Linked DNA regions of Nomascus leucogenys: region 2 is linked to region 1. Evidence: chromatin contacts called from public Hi-C data. All regions are on one chromosome and are shown on one strand. The core of a region is the stretch at or near the end of the contact, and the rest is flanking DNA. Distances in the headings are between cores, read along the strand shown.

The links. A called contact is a pair of places that touch in the nucleus more often than the background predicts.
Region 2: a Hi-C map of a lymphoblastoid cell line shows a contact between it and region 1, with 2.8 times the contacts expected there. The contact joins the promoter of GDI2 here to the enhancer-like site in region 1. A contact is called at or near these places in 2 of 4 Hi-C or Micro-C datasets (a lymphoblastoid cell line and an unstated tissue).

What each region holds. Positions count from the first base shown.
Region 1 is chr9:109,390,301-109,395,602 of Asia_NLE_v1, forward strand. All of the region lies in intron 7 of ANKRD16 (ankyrin repeat domain-containing protein 16), which reads left to right. Among named protein-coding and RNA genes, the nearest start is that of ANKRD16, 16 kb to the left of the region's middle. Within about 2 kb of position 2,936, the one cell type or tissue checked has an H3K27ac peak away from gene starts, as active enhancers do. A contact at or near this core is called in a lymphoblastoid cell line, where this site is marked.
Region 2 is chr9:109,449,617-109,454,918 of Asia_NLE_v1, forward strand. GDI2 (rab GDP dissociation inhibitor beta) reads left to right here and starts at 2,714. Exons shown (of 11, transcript XM_003257603.4): 1 at 2,714-3,050. The coding sequence starts at 3,006.

The sequences.
Region 1 (5,302 bases), core at 1,686-4,185:
GACTGAAAGATCAGTCTGGGACTGCCCTCTTTCTCCTCAGCACACACATGAGCAGCTTTGTGTTTGCAGCAGCTGCGTGCACCATCAGCTTCCATTTGGCTTTGCTTCTGCCCTTACAAACCAGCTAGCTGATGGTGACAACACAGCATGTTACACTGTTGTCCCCGGTTTTCCTAGATTCCACGCACCTTTGTAATAGAAACCATGGCTACTGGATGCCACTGCTGAAACTACTAAACACCCAGAGATGGCAGTGATTATAAGAACATTAATTGTGGGCTAGGCGCAGTGGCTCATGCCTGTAATCCCAGCACTTTGGGAGGCCGAGGCAGGGATCACCTGAGGTCAGGAGTTCAAGGCCTGCCTGGCCAACATGGTGAAACCCCGTCTCTTCTAAAAGTATAACAATTAGCCCAGCATGGTGGCATGCGCCTGTAATCCCAGCTACTTGGTAGGCTGAGGCAGGAGAATCGCTTTAACCCCGAAGGCGGAGGTTGCAGTGAGCCGAGATCGTGCCACTGCACTCTAGCCTGGGTGACAGAGTGAGACTCCATCTCAAACCAAAACAAAAAAATTAGCCTGGCATGGTGGCAGGCACCTGTAATCCCAGTTACTTGAGAGGCGAAGGCAGGAGAATCGCTTGAACCCGGGAGGCAGAGGTTGCAGTGAGCCGAGATTGCACCACTGCACTCCAGCCTGGGTGACAGAGTGAGACTCTGTCTCAAAAAAAAAAACATTAATTGCAGCAAAGACAGTAGCAATAATAGAATAATAACCAGATGTTTCCATAACAATAATATATGAAGAATGCTCTGGCGATGATAACTAATATTCTTCTATTACTCCCTAATTATAGTTACTTCCCTCACTTCCTTTGGGTCTTTACCTACAAGCCACCTTCTCAGTGAGGCCTGCCCAGGCCACCCTATCTAAAATTGTATCGTTTTCTTCAACATTTGATATCTTCTTTCCTCAGTTTATTTTTTCTTCTTAGGATTTGCTATTAGCAAATGTACCATATAATTTATTTATTTTGTTCATTGTTTTTCTCCCCCACTGGTATGCAGGCTCCTTGGACTGATTTTTGTCTTTTAAATTTAAAATTATTATATAGTTAATGAATGGGTGATAAAAGCCCTTTGTGTGCATTGAGCACTTACTATATGCAAGATAGTGTGCTAAGCCCTTACCTAGATTGTCTCATTTTGTCCTCTGACTCTTGCACCCTGCAGCCCCTTCTCATTATTATTCCCTCTGGAGCATCTTTTCCCATACACAGTTTCACGTAGAGTCTCTACTTGATACCCTCAGCTCATAGGCACCTCCCACCCCCCCGCAGTCTGGCGTCATTGTTGCTGCTCTGTGCAGACTCTTCCTTTCAGATACCAGTGACGTCCTAATTGCCATATCAAGTGATGTACTTTTAGCCCTTAGGTTACTGACCCTTTCAGTTCACTTACTGATCACTACCCCCTTCTGGACTTTTGCCACATGCAATAATGCACTCCTGGGTTTTTCTTTCTGCCTTTTCCTTCTCTGCCTCTGCACTCGTCCGTCAGGCCGGCCCTCCATGCTCATGCATACCAGCTTCTGTCTCCAGCATCTCCCTCATTCTGGGTTTTCTCCTGAAGCATTGTCGTCTGTGCCTCGGGTTTCAGCTACACCCTAATGTCAGTAACACTCAGATCTCTCTCTAGCCCTTAGTTTCCACTGCCTGCTTACGTTTCTGCATGGATGTTCTGAGGCCAGCTCACGTTGAGTTTATTCAAAACCCAGCCTTCCCCACAACCCACTGACATATTGGCCTGCATTCCTGCCTCGGCTGATGGCATCACAGCTCACCCCACTGTGTTGGAAAGCTAGGGGTCAGTCATGACTCCTCCCTCTTCGGGAGTCCCTGCAGAGGACAGCTGCTGGGCGGCTCTCTAATCTGCCTGTTCCACACCATCCCTACTGCGACTCCTGCCCAAGCTCTCACTCTCCTCCTAGAGAGTGGCAGCCATGTCTTAAATACGCCTCTCCACGTCCTCAAATCCACCCTCCACTTGGCTGCCAGGGCGTTCTCACTAATGTGACCAAGGGCATTGATTGCCAATTGTGGCTTAACCTGCCTCCCAGAGCACATACTACACTTTCGCCTGGATTTCTGATTGCCTCAACTAACACCCACTTCCGCCAGGGCTGTCAGCTGGTCCTAAAAGCACACCCACTCCCATGGTGAGTGTGTGTTATTAAGCTCAATCAAAGCAGAAGTCTCAGCCAGGTGCTGTGGCTAACGCCTGTAATCCCAGTATTATGGGAGGCTGAGGTGGGCAGATCACGAGGTCAGGAGATCGAGACCATGCTGGCCAACATGGTGAAATCCCATCTCTACTAAAAATACAAAAATTAGCCGGGCGTGGTGGCACACGCCTGTAATCCCAGCTACTTGGGAGGCTGAGGCAGGAGAATCGCTGGAACCTGGGAGTCGGAGGTTGCAGTGAGCCGAGATTGCCATGCACTCCAGCCTGGTGACAGAGCGAGACTCTGTCTCAAAAAAAAAAAAAAAAAAGTCACTGAAAAGAGATGCAAAGAGGTGAAAATTGTAATGACTTGAAAATAGCGAGGACCTAACATATATTGCCAAAAAAATTTATATGAGAAAATACACAAGACAAGATGGAAAGGATCGCAAAATGGAAACAAGATGGCAAAAGTCAGGCTAAAGAAGCTGGAGGGAACTATAGGGAGGGTGCTCAGACAGTGAGAAGAGGGAGGAGCAAGCACTGAATTTAACCCGGGACGTTGCTAGAATCCACCAGCAGGTGGCAGGCCAGAAAAATGTCCCTTTTAATCTCCCAGACTTGTTTGTAAGGCCTATTGTAAAATACAAAAGATAGTAAAGGAGAAAACAAAAATAATCTATAGTTCCACCACCCAGATGGAACCACTCTTATTTCCCCTTAGTCTTTCAAAATGCATATAGGGCTGAGCACGGTGGCCCCTACCTATAATCCCAGCACTTTGGGAAGCCGAGGCGGGCAGATCACTTGAGGTCAGGAGTTCAATTAGCCTGGCTAATATGGTGAAACCCCATCTCTACTAAACATACAAAAATTGGCCAGGAGTGCTGGGCACGGTGGCTCACACCTGTAATCCCAGCACTTTGGGAGGCTGAGGCAGGCGGATCATGGTGTCTGGAGATCGAGACCATCCTGGCTAACCCGGTGAAACCCTGTCTCTACTAAAAATACAAAAAAGTTAGCTGGGCATGGTAGCACATGACTGTAGTTCCAGCTACTTGGGAGGCTGAGGCAGGAGAATTGCTTAAACCCAGGAGGTGGAGGTTGCAGTGAGCTGAGATCGTGTCACTGCACTCCAGCCTGGGCGGCAGAGCAAGACTGTCTCAAAAAAAAAAAAAATTAGCCAGGTGTGGTGGGTCACACCTGTAGTCCCAGCTACTTGGAAGGCTGAGGCATAGAATCGCTTGAACCCAGAAGGCAGAGGCTGCAGTGAGCCGAGATCACGCCACTGCACTCTGGCCTGGGCGACAGAGTGAGACTCCCTCTCAAGAAATAAAAAATAAAATGCAGGGCCGGGCGCGGTGGCTCATGCCTGTAATGCCAGCACTTTGGGAGGCCAAGGAGGGCAGATCACGAGGTCAGGAGATCAAGACTATCTTGGCTAACACGGTGAAATCCCGTCTCTACTAAAAATACAAAAAATTAGCCGGGTGTGGTGGTGGGCACCTGTAGTCCCAGCTACTCGGGAGGCTGAGGCAGGAGAATGGCGTGAATCCAGGAGGTGGAGCTTGCAGTGAGCCGAGATTGCGCCAGTGCACTCCAGCCTGGGCGACAGAGTGAGATTCCGTCTCAAAAAGAATACATAAATAAAAAATAAATAAAATGCATACAGTTGAGCTGATGGTGCACACTGCAGTTTTTCCCTTAACTTTGTTTATTTATTTATTTTGTAGACAGTCTTGCTCTGTCACCCAGGTGGGGGTACAGTGGCACAATCTCGGCTCACTGCAGCCTGCACCTCCTGGGTTCAAGCAATTCTCGTACCTCAGCCTCCTGAGTAGCTGGGATTACAGGCGCCCTCCACCATGCCTGGCTAATTTTTGTATTTTTAGTAGAAACAGGTTTCACCATGTTGGGCAGGCTGGTCTCGAACTCCTGACCTCGAGTGATCCGCCCACCTCAGCCTCCCAAAGTGCTAGGTTTACAGGTGTGAGCCACCACGCTTGTCCCTCTAACTTTATATTACAAGCCAATCCTAATGCTCTTTAAAACTGAATGTCGTGTTTCATGGCCGTCTTATGCTCCATCGTATTACTGTCCATGTTGAGTCTTGTGTGTTGCCTCTTACATTGGTTTCCATTTTCTTTTAAAGATATAGACGGAGTAATCTCTGTCAAATTCAACTGGAGGTAAGGGCTGCAGGTTGGGGATGGAAACGGCTGTTGGATTGATCACCGGAGGTTGGGCCGCGTGAGTGGGTGGGAGATATGGGCTGCACAGGGGCCTGAGCAACTCTGTGCGCCCTTGGCGTTGTGTGGTGAAGGAAAGGAAAGAAGAAAGCGGTTTGACAGGACAGTAGTTTTCTCCGAGAGGGTGAGTGAGGGGATGAGCATGTGGCATGTTTACAGACTGGGAAAGGAGCCCAGAGAGGGAGGAAGCCAGCAGTGAGGGAGTGAGGGCTCTGTGGGATAAGGCCCTTTGGAAGGTGCAGGAAGTAGGCTTAGAAGCCCTTGGGAAGCTCAGCTCCAGAGGCAAAAGGAGAGTTTCCTTCTCAGAGGCATGAAGGAAAGAAGTAGGGCAAGGAGGAAGAAAAAGTTCAAGGCAGAGCCCACATGGGCGCCTCATTGAATGCCAGTATCTAGGAGGGTGGGGGATTTGTGGAGCACATTTATTACGTTTCCTACAACAATGGATAATAATATAGACTTATATTTGGCAGTTTTTACGCTTTTTTTTAATTTTTTTTTATTTTTTATTTTTATTTTTTTTTTTTTTTTGAGACGGAGTCTCACTCTCTCACCCAGGCTGGAGTGCAACAGTGCAGTCTCGGCTCACAGCAACCTCTGCCTCCCGGGTTTAAGCGATTCTCCTGCCTCAGCCTCCTGAGTAGCTGGGATCACAGGTGCATGCCTCCACACCTGGCTAATTTTTCTATTTTTAGTAGAGACAGGGTTTCTCCATGTTGGTCAGGCTGGTCTCGAACTCCTGACCTCAGACGATCCGCCCACCTTGGCCTCCCAAAGTGCTGGGATTACAGGCGTGAGCCACCGCGCCTGGCCACGTGACGTGATTTTTATCGA
Region 2 (5,302 bases), core at 1,464-3,963, 59 kb after region 1:
GCACAGAATTTTCTTTTTTTGAGACAGGGTTTTGCTGTGTTGCCTAGGCTAGAGTGCAGTGGCATCATCATGGCTGACTGTATCCTTGACCTTCCTGGGCTCAAGTGATCCTCCCAGCTCAGCCTCCTGAGTAGCTAGGACTGCAGGCTCGTGCCACCATGCCCAGCTAATTTTTTTTTTTTTGAGACGGAGTCTTGCTTTGTCACCCAAGCTGGAGTGCAGTGGCACGATCTTGGCTCACTGCAACCTCTGCCTCCTGGGTTCAAGCAATTCTCTGCCTCAGCCTCCTGAGTAGCTGGGATTACAGACGACTGACACCATGCCCGACTAATTTTTGTAGTTTTAGTAGAGACGGGGTTTCACCATGTTGGACAGGTTGGTCTTGAACTCCTGACCTCGTGATTCACCCACCTCGGCCTCCCAAAGTGCTGGCATTATAAGCGTGAGCCACCGCGCTCAGCCTGCCCAGTTTTTTTTAGACGGAGTCTCACTCTGTCGCCCAGGCGGGAGTGGAGTGGCGCGATCTCGGCTCACTTCAGCCTCCGTCTCCCGGGTTCAAGCGATTCTTCTGCCTCAGCTTCCTGAGTAGCTGGGACTACAGGCATGTGCCACCATGCCTGGCTAATTTTTGTATTTTTAGTAGAGACGGGGTTTCACCATATTGGCCAGGCTGGTCTCAAACTCCAAACTCCTGACCTTGTGATCCGCCTGCCTCAGCCTCCCAAAGTGCTGGGATTACAGGCGTGAGCCACCATGCCCAGCCTCCATCTAATTTTTTATAGGGATGGCGTCTCAGTTTGTTACCTCGGCTCTACAGCACAGGTTGGTTTTGAACTCCTGGCCCCAAATGATCCTCTCATCTCAGCCTCCCAAAGTGTTAGGATTACAGGCGTGAACCATTGTGCCCAGCCCAGGTACAGCATTTTAGATGCACTCAGTCCGTTAAGGCTCAGTCCAGGTTTGTTATTGTCCTTCTGTTGGGCCATAGGGCCTGTACTGTGAACTATAATGAACTTCAGTGTTAAGTAAGGAAGGGATCCTTATTAGCCTTAAATTCAATTCCCTTATCTCAGTGTCTTTAAGTTTCTCACAACTCTGAGTATTGATGAAATAGTCTTCACCTAAAACATGGTTAACATAATTCAGCTGACATGCTTAAATTTCTCTTCGACAGTCAGAGGCTGATGGCAAGTGTGAAAAAAGCTCTTTATTGTTATTGCTAACTAAAAAAAAAAAAAGGGTCAGTAGTCAGGTGTGGTGGCCTGTACCTCTTGTCCCTGGTACTCGGGAGACTGAGGTGGGAGGATGGCTTGAGCCCAGGAGATCAAGGCTGCAGTGAGGCATGATTGCACTGCTGCACTCCAGCCTGGACGACAGGGCTGTCTCAGAAAAATTAAAAATTTAAAAATTTTTCTGTCTCAGAAAAATTTAAAAAAAGGGTATTTCATGTTGGTTCAAAAATATAGGTAGTATGACCCCCTGATGACCTGAAGACAGAGCAACAGAAGGACCTTCTTTAGTCATCATTAGCTTAGTCAAAAGAAAAGTCAGTTACACTCACTGTTGCATAGTCAGTTGTATGGTCAACTGCACTAATTCATTTGGTCATAAATATATACAATCAAATTAAGGTTGAATATAAATTTAAACTTTACTTTTGCTTTCTTCTCCCCTCCCCCCCAGAAAGGTCCACGGTTCAATATAACATAGCTTCTTCAAGTATTTATGGGGTAAGAAACATTTTAGAAAGTTGTTACGTTCTTTCCTCTATCTTAATGATTTAAATATGAGCAAGTTCGGTCTATCAAGGCAGGCTCTGAATAGCTACTATCGAGAAGTATTTGAGGACTTCTTGAATGCCAAATCTTGTCTGCTGACTATGCAGATTTATCACGTGCTGAAAACACAGGTTTTCCAACTGTCAACGCCTTTACGAAATTCACCTGCTTAGGCTTTCGTGGGGTCTGCCTCTTGGAGCTGAGAACACAGCTTCTGCTTACACCTGTGTCCTCAATGACGCTAGAGATTCCTAAGAGAATTCTAGAAATAGAGGAGGGGGGTAGAAGGCACGCAAGGAACAGTTTCTAAGCTTAGGGCCTAAACCTTTGCATACAAGGATCAGCTACCACGTTTACAGCGGCTTTAAGTTACAGCCCTCGGTAGGTGCAGATCGGTTTCCCAATAAAACCTGGCCTTCACTTTCATCTCTGTTAAGGGTTACTTTTTCCAAAGAAACCGCTTTTTCTCCTACCAATTTCCTAAAGCGCCCACCGGCAACGCACCGAACAGGGAGGGCACACAGCGGGAAACAGGACACGTGTGATTTCCGAACTCTTCCCGGCGGAGCCCCGGCGAGTCCAGCCCCACGGGAGGAACCAAGGCCGCCTCCCCCGAGACGCGGCCCGACCCGCGTTCCTCGCCCACGTGGCCGCCGCACTCGTCCGCTCAAAGCCCAAGGGCGGCGATCGGACTCTGGGACCTTGGACCGAGCGAGCTCCCGCCCCGACGGCGGGAGTCAGAACTGTGGTGGCCAGGAGCAGTCCCCGCCCGCGTTTCCGTGTACCTCCACCCCGGCCCGCGAGGCGCCTCCCGGACCACCGTGGCAGAGGCCACAACGGGAACCGGAAGCCAAAATAGCGACGCCCCGCCCTTTTCCTCTTGCAAGAGGCGGGGAAGAAAAAAAGTTGTGCGAGCGACGGGGACGTAACCAATTAGAGTGCCGGGAGCGCCTGATTGGCGGCCCTCCCGGCGTCTGCAGGCCCCGCCCTGGCTGAGGAGGCTCAGTCTCCGCCCTCCCCTCACCACCCCCTCCTCTTCTCTCCCCGCCCCGTTCTTCTCTTCCCGTCTGAGGTGGCGGCCGGTCTCGCCTTGTCGCCAGCTCCATTTTCCTCTCCTTTCTCTTCCCCTTTCCTTCGCGCCCGAGAGCGCCTCCCAGCCTCGTAGGGTGGTCACGGAGCCCCTGCGCCTTTTCCTTGCTCGGGTCCTGCGTCCGCGCCTGCCCCGCCATGAATGAGGAGTACGACGTGATCGTGCTGGGCACCGGCCTGACGGTGGGCTCTGGGGCTGAGGGCCGGGGCTGAGCAGCCGGGGCGGGCGCACCCCCGGCTCCTGCATGGCCCGCGGGTCGCAGCTCTTCGGGGGTCTCGTTCTGCCGTCACCCGTAGTTTTCGGGACGGGAGTCGTGGCTGGGGGCACGGGCGGGTTCGGGGGCGCCCCGCGTCCCGGGGCGAGCGGTCGGCTCCCAGTGTGAGGGGCAGGCGGGGAAATGGAGATGCGGGCCGCAAGGCTCAGGGCGGGGTAACGGCCGAGCCCGGCCTCTGCGCTTGCCCCCAGCGGAAACGGAGGGGAGGGAGAAGGCGGCCCGGGCCGAGGCTCCCGCTCCCCGCTTTGGGCGGGAGGGGAGGGAGAAGGCGGCCCGGGCCGAGGCTCCTGCTACCCGCTTTGGGCCGGTGACCTCTCCCGGTTGGAAACCAGCACCCGAGGCGGAGGGGACGGTGCAGGCCTCGCGGTTGCATTTCCTATTGCGCCTCGGCCGCTGCCCCGGGTCAGTCTGGCTGCCAAATTCCAGCACAGGGTTTCCTGACAAGTCTTGGATAATCACTGCTTCGGAACTGCTAGGGCTTGATTAACTTACATTTTGGGAGAAAACGCAGAAATAAGTCTTTCAATCCTTTCTCCCTCCTGCTAATAAGAAGTATTATTGAATCTTTTTAGCCACTCTCCCTTCTCACTTACTGAGTATCTGTAGAATTGGAATTGAGTTTTTTCAAAACTTGTCTATCAAATGCTTTCGCACCTGACCTTCGCCGCCTTTTCCTTTTGTTTGGTGGGTTCCCTGCCTCCTTTGTCTCTTCTGGACTGTTTTCCCCTAAGAATTGGATTGGTGATGGTTTGTTAAAGGCCAAGTTCTCTGTACTCCGAAGCTTTCTTCAGGGAGTTGGAAGATAATAACAACATGAAGAATGCATTGTAATATATGAATGCAAGGTGTACATAATACCATGGTATATTGATTTTCCTGGTTATCTGTTCCTAAGGGAACTTTAGGTAATCTGTAGATAATGCAGGCAGGTTCTGTAGTTTGTACTTTTTCTGTTCTTTTTTTTTTTAAAAAAATGAAGACTGTTCATCTTGGAAAAGAATTCGCTTTGGAGAAAACCATTTTAACTATCAATTTTTGGGGAAATTTGAAATTCTAACTTTGGGCTGCTTGATCATAATTAAGATGAATACTGATGTAATTCTTGTGTATCCTGTGTACTCTGACTTCAAATTCCTGAGTCATTTAATGTAGACTTCCACTTCAAATTTTTTGAAATTTATTATAATCTCTCAGGATCAAACTAATTTTTTTTTTTTTTTTACAGGTAACATCCCAAAATAACACTTTTAGATGTCTCTAGGCAAGAGAAAACCTTCGAACTTTTATTTGGCTAATTTTTAAGGAAAGGTTTGTGAAGAATTAGAATTGGTGTTTTTCTGGTCTGTCATTTTTCTGTTTATAGTTATATGCAATCATTCTGAATACTTCGTTATGTTTGACCAATCCAGGAGTAATCCTGTGTCTGCCTTTGAAAAGCTGGAAGACTGTTGGATGCCTAAATGAATAGGCCCTGCCCACTGCAGGTTTTGTGTTGTTTTTTTTTAAGTGCCTAATTGGGATTCCAAGCTGAGCTTAGTAGTTTGTGGTGGATTTTGCCCGTTGGAATGGGTAGTGTTGCTGCCAGCGTGTTTTAAGAGCCAGTTAGTTCCACCGTTTTTCCATGGTTGTTGGCTGGTCTTTCAGATTTGCTCACAGTTGAGGTCAGTTGAGCATGGACGAGTGAGTGCAAATCCACCATCATGCAGGCTTCCACAAGCCTCGTTCACATCACTTTGTATCAAAGATGGTGAAACAGTCTTTTTATATAACAAGTTAAGATAATGCACTTTGTTCAAATTTTCATTTCGATTGTGAACTCCTTGATGAATGGTAGATGCATACTTAACTAGAAATCAGACCCGTTTCTGCTGTCATTTTGTAGCTGTGATAACTTTAATCTCTGTGAGCCTTCCTAAGTTTGCTGAGATGTTCTTTGATAATTATATCAATTCAGGACAATCACATTATTACCATCATTGATAGGAGTAGTGATGACAGGATGATTTTGATAATGAGAAATCATATATCCTTATTTTTAGTGTTACCAGGAATTAGATGATTAAAAATTAGAAGAAGAGAAAACCAAAGTTAGCACTCAGAATTAACTTTTGAATGTCTGGAGTTAATTAATTTTCTTAAAATTTACTTTATACTTAGTGC